Linked DNA regions of Mus musculus: regions 1, 2 and 3 are each linked to region 4. The links are chromatin contacts, called in public Hi-C and HiChIP or PLAC-seq maps. All regions are on one chromosome and are shown on one strand. The core of a region is the stretch at or near the end of the contact, and the rest is flanking DNA. Distances in the headings are between cores, read along the strand shown. Region 1 has its middle 11 kb from the start of Gm46159. Region 2 overlaps Ppp1r12b (protein phosphatase 1, regulatory subunit 12B). Region 3 holds the start of Rabif (RAB interacting factor). Region 4 holds the start of Syt2 (synaptotagmin II).

Evidence for each region. Hi-C and Micro-C count contacts between places; a contact is called where the count stands out from the background. HiChIP or PLAC-seq counts read pairs in DNA pulled down with a chosen protein or histone mark.
Region 1: a Hi-C map of nephron progenitors shows a contact between it and region 4, with 4 times the contacts expected there. The contact joins the enhancer-like site here to the promoter of Syt2 in region 4. A contact is called at or near these places in 4 of 484 Hi-C or Micro-C datasets (embryonic stem cells and nephron progenitors) and 2 of 115 datasets of contacts at active chromatin or transcription factors (both in embryonic stem cells).
Region 2: a contact with region 4 is called in an H3K27ac HiChIP or PLAC-seq map of T-cell acute lymphoblastic leukemia, with 4 times the contacts expected there. The contact joins the enhancer-like site here to the promoter of Syt2 in region 4. A contact is called at or near these places in 9 of 39 promoter capture datasets (3T3-L1-derived adipocytes, cranial neural crest, embryonic stem cells and 5 more), 1 of 15 datasets of contacts at CTCF or cohesin (CD8 T cells), 19 of 484 Hi-C or Micro-C datasets (the AtT-20 cell line, B cells, CD4 T cells and 10 more), 16 of 115 datasets of contacts at active chromatin or transcription factors (CD8 T cells, the HPC-7 cell line, T-cell acute lymphoblastic leukemia and 10 more) and 3 of 9 other capture datasets (adipose tissue, embryonic stem cells and pancreatic islet).
Region 3: a contact with region 4 is called in a Hi-C map of nephron progenitors, with 3 times the contacts expected there. The contact joins the promoter of Rabif here to the promoter of Syt2 in region 4. A contact is called at or near these places in 1 of 484 Hi-C or Micro-C datasets (nephron progenitors) and 4 of 115 datasets of contacts at active chromatin or transcription factors (CD8 T cells and embryonic stem cells).

The regions. Positions count from the first base shown.
Region 1 is chr1:134,515,398-134,518,097 of GRCm38.p6, forward strand. It overlaps the pseudogene Gm15454. Among named protein-coding and RNA genes, the nearest start is that of Gm46159, 11 kb to the right of the region's middle. Within about 2 kb of position 1,359, at least 43 of the 459 cell types and tissues checked have an H3K27ac peak or open chromatin away from gene starts, as enhancers often do. A contact at or near this core is called in nephron progenitors, where this site is marked.
Region 2 is chr1:134,864,347-134,867,053 of GRCm38.p6, forward strand. It overlaps Ppp1r12b (protein phosphatase 1, regulatory subunit 12B), which reads right to left. Exons shown (of 24, transcript NM_001368827.1): 13 at 1,432-1,614. Among named protein-coding and RNA genes, the nearest start is that of Gm51265, 81 kb to the right of the region's middle. Within about 2 kb of position 1,340, at least 29 of the 459 cell types and tissues checked have an H3K27ac peak or open chromatin away from gene starts, as enhancers often do. A contact at or near this core is called in T-cell acute lymphoblastic leukemia, where this site is marked.
Region 3 is chr1:134,493,342-134,496,041 of GRCm38.p6, forward strand. Rabif (RAB interacting factor) reads left to right here and starts at 1,298. Exons shown (of 2, transcript NM_145510.2): 1 at 1,298-1,468. The coding sequence starts at 1,343.
Region 4 is chr1:134,707,985-134,710,684 of GRCm38.p6, forward strand. It overlaps Syt2 (synaptotagmin II), which reads left to right and starts at 1,316. Exons shown (of 9, transcript NM_001355726.1): 1 at 1,316-1,440.

The sequences.
Region 1 (2,700 bases), core at 109-2,608, 190 kb before region 4:
GTGGGCATATACCACACATATATACACCAAACTCTCTCTCTCTCTCTCTCTCTCTCTCTCTCTCTCACACACACACACACACACACACACACACAGAGTCTTAAAAAAATGAGAAAATCGCCGGGTGGTGGTGGCATACGCCTGTAATCTCAGCACTTGGGAGGCAGAGGCAGGCAGATTTCTGAGTTCAAGGCCAGCCTGGTCTACAGAGTGAGTTCCGGGACAGCCAGGGCTACACAGAGAAACCCTGTCTCGAGAAAAAGAGAGAGAGAGAGAGAGAGAGAGAGAGAGAGAGAGAGAGAGAGAGAGGGAGAGGGAGAGGGAGAGGGAGAGGGAGAGAGAGAGAGAGAATAGGAGAGTCTCCACATTATACAACTTTCCAGGGTGAGGAGAGCTGAAGGTGTGGTAGGTCTTCCAGCCTCTTGTGTGACCCTTGAATGTGAAACCAGCCTGAGCTGACCTGTCTCTACTGTGGGAGTCAGCGACGGGTGAGTGTGGGCACATTTTCAGAAGACTGGATATAACTCCCTTAGTCCTCACTTGATTCTGCCCCTTGGGAATGTGGAGGAGACAGAGGTGCTACCATGGGGGAGACCTCTCCAAGGCCCAGCGCTGGAAGCTGGAAGCTCTGAGTACATCTGCCCTGGCATACAGACTCTTTGCACTTGCCAGAGACAACAGAAGGCAGAGATGCAGTGGGATTTGGTTGATTGGTTTTGGCTTCCTCTAGTTCCTGTCCTGCAAGATCCAAGCTCACTCACTGTCTCCCTAAGTGAAGGAGAGTGAGCTTCCGGAGGTTGTTGGTTTCCAAGTGTAGGAAGACTTAGAAAGAGAGCCCAGTCTTTGGGATTTCAAACCCAACAACACACAGCTTCAGCCTTGGGGTGAAGGGCTCTTCTTAAAATGGCTCTTCAGGTCCCTCGCTGCTCCCCACATACAGCATGCCATGCTGCTCTGTTTCCCTATCAGTTTGAATGTATCCCCCATTCTCCTGACCAAGCCAGGGTCTAGATGGGTATCCCTGCAGACACAAAGGGTTCCATGGCCTGGACCTGGACATAGCCCATGACACACCATGCTGACAGGCAAGATCCTGGGTGCAGAAAGGATTCAGTCCTTCAACACCTTCTTCAGTGAGACAGTCTGGGAAACATATCCCCCAGGCTGTCTTTGTGGACCTGGAGCCTGCTGTCACAGCTGTGAGGGCAGCCCATATTTCTTGCCAGCCCTGAAATCAGTGGGAAGCCCTTCTTAGGGAGAAAACACTTAGAATGCAGGTGGTCCCTTGCCAAGAACAACACCAGAGCCTGAAGCCTATGGCTTTTGTCTGGAAGCTGAGCGCTGGGGAGGGAGGAGCTAGGGAATCCAGGGGAGGGGGTCTGCGGACAGGAGGAGTTCCTGTGCTTTGCTAAGAGGGGGATTAGTGGCTTGTTCTGCCTAGAAACCACCAGATGTTTGAGTCAAGGGTCAGACCTGGTATGAAGGCTTGGTATGCGGAAAGGAACGGGAGAGAATAAAAATCTTAACCTTCTTTTTCTCCCCACTCAGGCTCTGAGGATAGTGCAGCCCAAGGAGCTGGAGTTGAGAACATTCCTGACAGCCCCTTGCTTAGCTTTGACTGAAGTGGGCTCTCTAACAGGATGGACCTGTAATGGGCCCTCTAACAGGATAGACCTGTGTGAACTTGACTGGTCCCATCTTCTGCATCTGAAGTCCCCCAGTTTCCTGACAACTGTACCCTTCCCCCACCTTTATGAAGCTGATATTTTAGGTGTTAAACTGTGGGCTGGGCTTTCTCCTTTGTTTCTTACTCCATAGTAAAGCAAGATTCTTCTGAAGACTGATTTCCTTGCCAGGCAAAATGGAGTTCTAACAATCAGAGAGAAGAGATTGTTAGAACAGGCTCTCATCTCATGTAGCCCAGGCTAGCCTCAAAATCACTATAGAGCGAGGTTGACTTTGAACTCTTGATCTTCCTGCCTCCGTCTTCCATGGGCGGGAACTATAGACATACACTGCCACGCCTAGCTAGAGAATGGAGTGTTAATGGTGCCTTAGATGCCTTCTCTGTCCAATGGGAACATGGATTTAGAAGTGGGTCCACGCTGGGCAGTGGTGGCGCACACCTTTAATCCCAGCACTTGGGAGGCAGAGGCAAGCGGATTTCTGAGTTCGAGGCCAGCCTGGTCTACAGAGTGAGTTTCAGGACAGCCAGAGCTACACAGAAAAACCCTGCCTCGAAAAAACAAACAAACAAACAAAAAACAAAAACAAACAGAAGTGGGTCCACAGAGATCGGCACGTCCAGCCCTCTGCTGTGCTGTTACCCTTAAACAGCGCCATCACAGCAAAGCTTGCAGAGCCTCGGGCCCTCTCAGGAAATGAGATTAGACCCTTTTGCCTCTGTCTTTCTCCTTCCTCTCAAGATGAATTAGGAGCTGGCATTTGTGGGCAGCTCTTTCATGATCAGAGGCAACTGTGCCCATGACAGTGTACTAATGGGAGAGGAGACCATCGATCTGGTCATGAAATGAATCTGAAACCTGGCGCATGGAACCAGGTGGCCTTGGCATCGGCAGGAGGTCACTAGTCCTTAGCCCTCTCTTTCTGCCTTAGAAGATTACCATGGTTTTTTTCTCTTCCGGTCTCAGGCGCTGCGGGGGCCGCGGGTTACCGTGCAAACATGGCCAAGTCCAAGAA
Region 2 (2,707 bases), core at 90-2,589, 160 kb after region 4:
CAACTGAGGGTGAGGGAAATAGCTCAGCTCTTAAGAATACCTGCTGCTCCTCCAGAGAACCTGAACTTGAGTCCCAGAACCTGTATCAGGAGTTCTTGCAACTCCAGCTACAGGGCCTCTGACCCCTTTTTCTGGCCTCCAAGGGCACTAGCAACACACATGGCACATGTATACACATTCACAAGCAAACATGCATGCATAGGCATGCACACATACACACGAATAAACATGTCTTTTTAAAAAGAGGACAACTACTGACTCAGAACCCCATTAGTCCAGATAATTGATTTCCTTAAAAATTTTATGGAAAGAACAATAACAGGAAATGCTGTTTTTCAATACACTTAACTTCTCCCCCCCCCCTTTCTCAAAATGTGTGCTTTGAGTTCTCTTCACAATAAACAAATACTAAAAAGTTAGGTACTGTAGTCTTAGATTACATTTCCTGGCGTCTCACATATACATACACACTGAAAGATAGAAAAATATCTTTTTGGATACTGAAAAACCTTGATGAAAATTTGTTCTTTTCCAAGTCTTAAAAAAACCCTCTACCATAGCCTGCACACTAGATTTTATAACTTCAAGGTTAAGACAATGCTTAATGTTTCTTCCTTTTATCACACTGCACAATCTCTTAATCCTAACAACTGAAAAGTTCTGCTCTTTTTCTAATCTATCTCAAGTTGATCTACATCTGCTTTCTAGGAATTTCGCTCTAAAAACACTGCAGTGTAACAGAGCATGGTAGCGGCCATCTGCACTCCTAGTCTCAAGCAGGCTACCGCAAGAGAACCAAGAGATCAAAGCTGGCTGGTCTGGGGTGCACAGCAAGTCTCAACAACTGCAGACAAGTGAGCCACAATCCCACATTACCATAAATGCTCATTTCCTTCCCTGGGACTATTCTCCCATGAATTAAATCTATGCACCCAGCACTGCTTCTCTTGCACCCAGCACTGCTTCTCTTGCACCCAGCACTGCTTCTCTTGCACCCAGCACTGCTTCTCTTGCACCCAGCACTGCTTCTCTTGCACCCAGCACTGCTTCTCTTGCACCCAGCACTGCTTCTCTTGCACCCAGCACTGCTTCTCTTGCACCCAGCACTGCTTCTTTGAGCACTTTATTACAGTATTACCTTGCTGCACAAAGTAATCACAGAGAACTCAGAACAAAACAAAGGATCTTTATCTGGGCTTCAAGCTCTCCATCACAAAAGACAAAAATATGTCTGTCAGCTATAAGGCAAGTAGGGGAAAAAAGGCTCTGACTATACATACAACATAATGCTAACCCCCACCAACCACAAAATCCTCCCAGGCTAAGACAGTAAGATTAAGATCTATCTGAGCTTGAGTCAGACACTTCCCACCCGCTTGTCTGTCTCTCTTCTCACAGCAGAGCCCTGCAACCGCACCAGCAACCTCATACCTCCTCTTCTCCCGGGCCTCCACAGAGGGGTCTGTTCCAGCGGAGGAGAACACTGTGGCAGCTGGAACCCCATTGGCAGTACTTGGCGCAGGACGGTTGGTGATCACACACAGTGGGGTGCTGGAGGAGACACTGTCTGCTGTTTTCTCTGCTGTTGAGTCAGCCTGGGACTTGTAAGGAGTCCTGGAATTAAGAAAAGACAGGAGCAAAAAGAGAATGGTCAGGCATGATGTATAGCAGACACTGGCACAGAGAAAGGAGGCACTAGTCTAATGAGAATCTTCTTGCTCAAGATTTTGTTTGTTGGTTTGTTAATTCTGAGCTCGTAAATATTGCATCAGTATGATTATACATTTAGTCTGACATCTTCTGCCCAGGACTTATTTGTTATAGGATATTTTTTATATGACATTAAAAAACGAACAAACAAAAATCAGCTATGGCACAAGGCAAGATACTGCATATGAACGAGTGCCTTAAAGGCTCGTTGCCACCTGACCTCCCTCCGCACATGCACAAAGAGAGAGGATCTCACTGCAGGTGAAAGAGACACCAGAATCACTTACGATATCAGTCTCCACCTCCCTCAGCTCGTGGCAGGGGAAGTCTTTGTGGCAGTCCTCAGCCTAGATTTGATGATCATCTTCTTGAATTCTCCAATTGAAAAGTATTCTACAACCTCAGTCTATTTGGCTCTCTCTCACCTAGTCCAGCAACTGCAGTCTTTCTTCCATTTAGCCAAGCGCCTAATTCTCTACAGTCATAGCTGCCTAAGTAAGAGACTGAAGCAGAAATCGAGCAGGATTCTAAATGCAACCTTAACTACAGACTGCAACAGCAAGCTGTGTAATTAAAGTCATTTCTGTGAAAAGAAGATCTTTGTTTCTTAACAAAGAATCAGGAGCAACCATTGGCTTTCCACCCAAAAAGCTATCATTTGTGATGTCACAGCTTGTTGCTGGGGTAACAGAGATCCAAAATTGATACTTGCAGAGATGGGAAAAGCAATGAAAAGCATGAATGTTAAAAATCTGTTTTTCACCTACTCACAATTATTATCAGAAATGTTTACAAGTAGCTATAAGCTCACTTCCAAAGAATCACATTATTAGAATTAGTGTAAAAGAAATAATCAAATCATAAAGTCTAAACATGGCATTAAGAAACATAAAAATATAACACTTTTGAAGATAGAAACTATATCTTTAAAAAATGAGCTACTTCTCCAGAAGGAATTAATATCTCAGCATAAGGTGATATTTTATACTCATTTTCT
Region 3 (2,700 bases), core at 48-2,547, 210 kb before region 4:
TTTGATCCCTTTTTTTGTTTGTTTGGTTTTTGTTTTTGTTTTTTTCAAGACAGGGTTTCTCTGTGTAGCCCTGGCTGTCCTGGAACTAACTCTGTAGACCAGGCTGGCCTCGAACTCAGAAATTTGCCTGCCTCTGCCTCCCAAGTGCTGGGATTAAAGGCTGTGCCACCATTGCCCAGCTTTAAATTTGATCCTTTTCTAGTGTACCCTGTGTCTAAAATCTTTCATTCCTGACAACCAAATGGTTAATTAAAATGATACCTACGGGGCCTGGAGAGATGAGTCATGGTTGAGTGCCAGCTGATGACTGTTCTTTCAGAGGATCTGGGCTGGGTTCCTGGCACCCATGTGGAAGGTTACAACAGTCAGTAACTCCAGTTCCAGACATCTTGTGCCCTCTTCTGGTCTCCACAGGCGCAAACACAATGCACTTACATGTAAGCCAAACACTTATAAAAAATATCTTTAAATAAATAAGTGGGTGTGCAGTGGTTGTGCATGCCTTTAATCCCAGCTAAGGTGGCCAGATCTGTCTGAGAACAACCAGGGCTACACAGAGCAACCCTGCCTTGAAAAACAAATACAGAGATAAAAGACCCAACATCCTAGACAGCTGTTTCCTAATCCATTTCTGAAATTGTTCTATTATATTTGAGTCTATGACCTTCTCAGGTTACTATTCTCACATACACAATGTCCATCATCATGTAATGTGGGACTAACAGGGGAGCAAGACTGCATTCTAGAACAGTAAGGTGGCTTAATTCCCTCGTTCTGATGTCCTATACACATTGCAAACCTTAGCCTTCTTCCTGTATTATGCCCGAGGGCATACCCTCTAAGGAAATGACGTTTTCAAAATTACTATAAGCAACGCTTTGCTACCTAATAAATGGCCACTATTAGTCTAGGCTTAATATTATCACACTTTTCGCAACACTAAATGTACTAAGCATTATACATACTTCTTACATAGAAAGCAATTGTTTTGTATCTAAATCTTGCTGAGGTGTGACCTGACCCGAATTATCGCCATCTACTCATGAGGCAAGGGAAATATCCCAAGAGTTAGTGGTAAGGCTAGCCATAGTGATTTGCTTAGGCCAATATTAAGGGCGCCTGGGAGACCAGGTATAGTGAAAAAGGATTGTCACAAGTAACTCCTGACACTTCCGTCCGGCAATAGAGAAAGGCGCCTGCGCAATAGAGTTCAGACGCCTGCGCAGAGGTACAGCGAGAGGCACGGGCGGGGCGCCCCCAGGGACCTGCGCCAGCGTAGTTCCGGGTGAGCCAGCTCAGATCGCGCGTGCGCCGTTGTGGCTGATGGTGTGGCGGCACGGCGATGGAACCCTGCGAGCTGCAGAACGAGCTCGTGTCAGCCGAGGGCCGGAACCGGAAGGCGGTGCTGTGCCAGCGTTGTGGCTCTCGGGTGCTGCAGCCAGGGACTGCTCTTTTCTCTCGCCGGCAGGTAGGAAAGTGCTTGATGCTGCTTAGAGTCGCGCTGTCCTGAGCGACCCAGCGGCTCCGGGTTGCTCCTGGTTCCCAGGTTTCCGGAGACCGCGCCCTTCCTTGCGCGTCTTTGCCCCTCCCCGCGTCGTGAGGCCCCGCCCACTGGCTTGGTTGGGGACTGGGACCCTCGTGTCGAGGCACAGTTGCCTGGTCCCCTAAACTGTTCTCTCTCGCAGAGTACTCCCTCAGAGGGTGTGCCTGTCCTAGGCGGCCCACCCGCCCCCAGGCTTTGGGTATCCTGCGCGAGCTAAGGGACGAACCCTAGCCCCCTGTTTCCTGGAGCTCTGGCTAACCTGCTGTACCCCGCAGGTGTATCTCCAGCCACCACTCGGTGTCGCCCCAGGGCACCTAAGAATCACTGGATTTCCTTCCCACCATAGCTTTTATCCATCTTTCAGTCCCTACTTGTCTCATTTGCTTCTCCCCAGAGGAGCTCCAGGATCAAGTTTGGTGGAGAGAATTCACACCGAGTGACTGCTAGTACCCAACTTTTCTAAGTCCCCCGAGATACAATTCCCAGGACGAGGCATTTCGAATAGATTTCGAAGGTTAACCATTCTTTTCTTGCAGTTAGGACTTTTTCATGTAGGATTTTGTGTGTGTGTGTGTGTGTGTGTGTGTGTGAAAGGTTTATAAAGTTAAATTTTAATTAAAGTGAAAGAGAAAGCACACTCCTGATGATAAGAGGTAATCTGGAATCTGAATCCTAAGGGTCCCCCACCCCCGTGTGTGTGTGTGTGTGTGTGTGTGTGTGTGTGTGTGTGTGTGTGTGTGTATGTGTGTTTAAGTTGTTTGTTTGTTTGACAGGGTCTCCCTATGTAGCCTTGGCTGGCTTGGAACTTGCTCTGTAGACCCAGCTGGCCTCTAACTTAAGAGGTCCACCTGGACTCCCCACTGCTAGGGATTAAAGGTATGAGCCGCGTATGGTAGGGTTTTAAAATAAGTGTCTTAAACCACCATCACCCCAATGAGAAAACTGAAAGAAAAAAAAAGTTTCTGAGCCCTTTTTTTTAAGTGTAACATGCGATCCTATTGGATAGTACAAACTAAATTGCTTTCAGACCCTCATTATAAATGGTTTGTAAGAAGCCACTGTTCTTTCAAGTGGTGGAGAGTCACATACAGCAGTGTCTGCTGCAAGAGCGTGTTCTGATGGCCTTGTCTGTGGAGTGGGTGGAAGTCCGTTTTAAT
Region 4 (2,700 bases), core at 66-2,565:
TCGCTAGCCCTACAAAAAGCAGCCATGCTGCCTGCCGGAGCATTACAGCCTGTGAGGACTGGGAGGGAAGGAAGAAGGGGTTGATGGTAGTTTAGTAATTTCCTGTCTCTTCCAGGTATGCCCATGGGAAACACAAAACAACAACAACAACAACAACAACAACAACAACAACAACAACAACACACACACACACACACACACACACACACACACACACACACCTCATCACTTCCTGCATCAGGTCTTGAACTTGATTCCTGTTTGAGTGTACAGAACAGGAGGGAAAGAGAAAGAGGTGTTGCCGCAGAGGGTGGAGCAAGCAAGCCAGTCCAGACGAGCAAAGGTGGGCTGGGCTGGGCTGGGTAAGCTGGACACTCCACTTGGGGACTGGGATGCTGAGGTCTTAGCAGCAGGGGAGTTGGGGACCGAGGGTGAGGCGCAAGGGTCAGACCAAGGCACTGGGGATGAGGGGGCACCATAGTTTCAAGCCTCCCTGCCACTCTTACTCAGTGTCCCCACTCAGGGTTTGTGGAAACCCTTGCCCAAGAAGAAGAAAGCAAGATTTGGGGCAAGCAGGAAGGGCTCCAAGATACAACCCTTTTACGGGTAGCTTCCGTGTGTCGTCGCCCCTCCCATAGCTACCTATGGAAAGACCCCACACCCTGTCCTGACTCCACCCTCCAGAGACCTGGTGCAGTGGCCCCCGGACCACTTCCCCTCCTTTCCTCCCTTCGGTGTCCCCCTTTTGTTCCCCCTCCCTTTTTTTCTCTTGACTCAGGAAAGCCTTTAATCTGTATCCCTGAAGCGCGTCACCCCTCTCTCCTCTCCCCTGCGGTTCAGTCAGGCGGAGGTCCCCCTCTCTCATTCCCCTCCCCCAGCCACTCTTGAGCGCCGAGAAGCTCCCGGAAAAGCTTGCAGAAGCGGGGCAGGTGGGGAGTGTTGTAGGAGGGCACTGCGCGCGTGGTGGGGATTCTCCGCAGAGGCAGGGGGGAGCCCCATGCGGTTCCGGGGTCTGAGCCGCCCAGCCTGCAACTTCTGAAATGACCGCATGCGGCTAAACCCCTCTGCCCGGTGACTCCAAGCAGCATCTTCCCGGGGCGGCCCCTTCTCAGCCACCCTCCGCGGACTGTCCTGACTCAAGAACAGGGTGTGGGCTACCAGGACAGGTCCCTGCTCCCCGAGATCCAGGATCTGGATCGGGGATCGCCTCCGAGGGGCCGCACGCGCGTGTGCAGGCGGATGTGAGGCGCATCTCAATTGGCGGGCGGGGGAAGCGGATCAGGTTGTTACTACTGCAGAGCGCGCGAGCGAGGGAGCGGGAGGAGAGCCGCAGCGCTGGCCGGCGCGGGAGTGGGAAGAGGGGACCTGGACTTCGGGGCGGCAGACTCCCGCTGCCTTCTGCACCAGCCCACGCCGAATCGGCTCCCGGACCGTCCCCGGGTAAGAGGGAGCCCAGGCAGGGAGCCCTGCGAGGGCATCCCATGTCCCGCAGTCCCAAGTGAGGCCACACCCAGGACACCAGCAGCTTTCCAGGGCCTGGTGTTGGACCCCTGGGAGGCTGGATCACCAAATGAGACCATGACTTTCAGGGTTCAGCACTTGCTGAGGCATAAACTAAGTGCAGGATCAGCCCTTGGTGAGATCGGGCTCCCGAAATCCACTTCTTTGTCCCGGGGGAGATGTCCTGAATATCCCAGGAACCCCTCCACCTAGACCTGTTCTAGTGCTGAGCACAGGATAGCGCTCTGTACTGGGACAGGGAGCTAGCTAGGGAGCGAGGGCACTCACAGCTCATCCCAGGAAGAGGTGCCCTGGAGGGTGGATGCAGTGGGTGTGTGGTGAGAAGCATGTGCAGAGAGAGAGAGAGAGAGAGAGAGAGAGAGAGAGAGAGAGAGAGAGAGAGAGAGTGGGGGACCCTGCGTGCCCCCGCTGCAGTGAGAATGAGTTGGTGGATCCCATGTGCTCGGAGCTTTGGAGCCCCCTGGCGCAGAGTGGCGCGCAGTGGGGGTGCTGGCACTCCTCGGCCTGGTCTATCCAGACCAGAATCTGCGGACATGTTTTGTGCCCCGTTCTCTCCCGAGAACTTTTTCATTCTCCAACCAGTGCCGTGGCTTTGTGCATTGGAGGGATGGGGGTTTTCAAGGATCCTGGCAAGCGGCCACGGATGGGAGAGTGGGCAGTGGCGCTCTGCTGGTTTGCTGTGTGACCTTGGACCAATGGTGTACCTCTGGGAGTCTCAGTCTGATGTAGGGGAGTGGTGCACCACACAGGAGTGATGGTGGGGAGATGGGGAAGAGGAGGAGGAAGGCCGTCCAGTCCGGTGAACCGAGTCCGTGACTAAGTCTGCCAAGCGTTCCGTGCCTGGGAATTCACTGCCTTTGATTCTTGGCCTCTGCAGAGAGCCCTGTGCACACTTGGAAGGGCAACAGTGTGAGACTCAGAACCTGGAACCTCAGGGGGCATCAGAAGGCATTCTGCCCCTTTGGCTGACCTTGAGTAACTCATTTACTCTCCTAGGCCTTAGTCTCCAGACGTGGAAATGGGGGTTTGGCACATCGAGGATCTGAGTCTTTCCCATCCTGATACCTCCTGTCCCAACTGAAGGGGAAACGGTACAGAAGGCTAGCCCCTGAGTATGTAGTTCCTTATTTAGCCTTCCAAGTGGACTGAGGCCTACAGTCTATTACCTCCATCACTGTT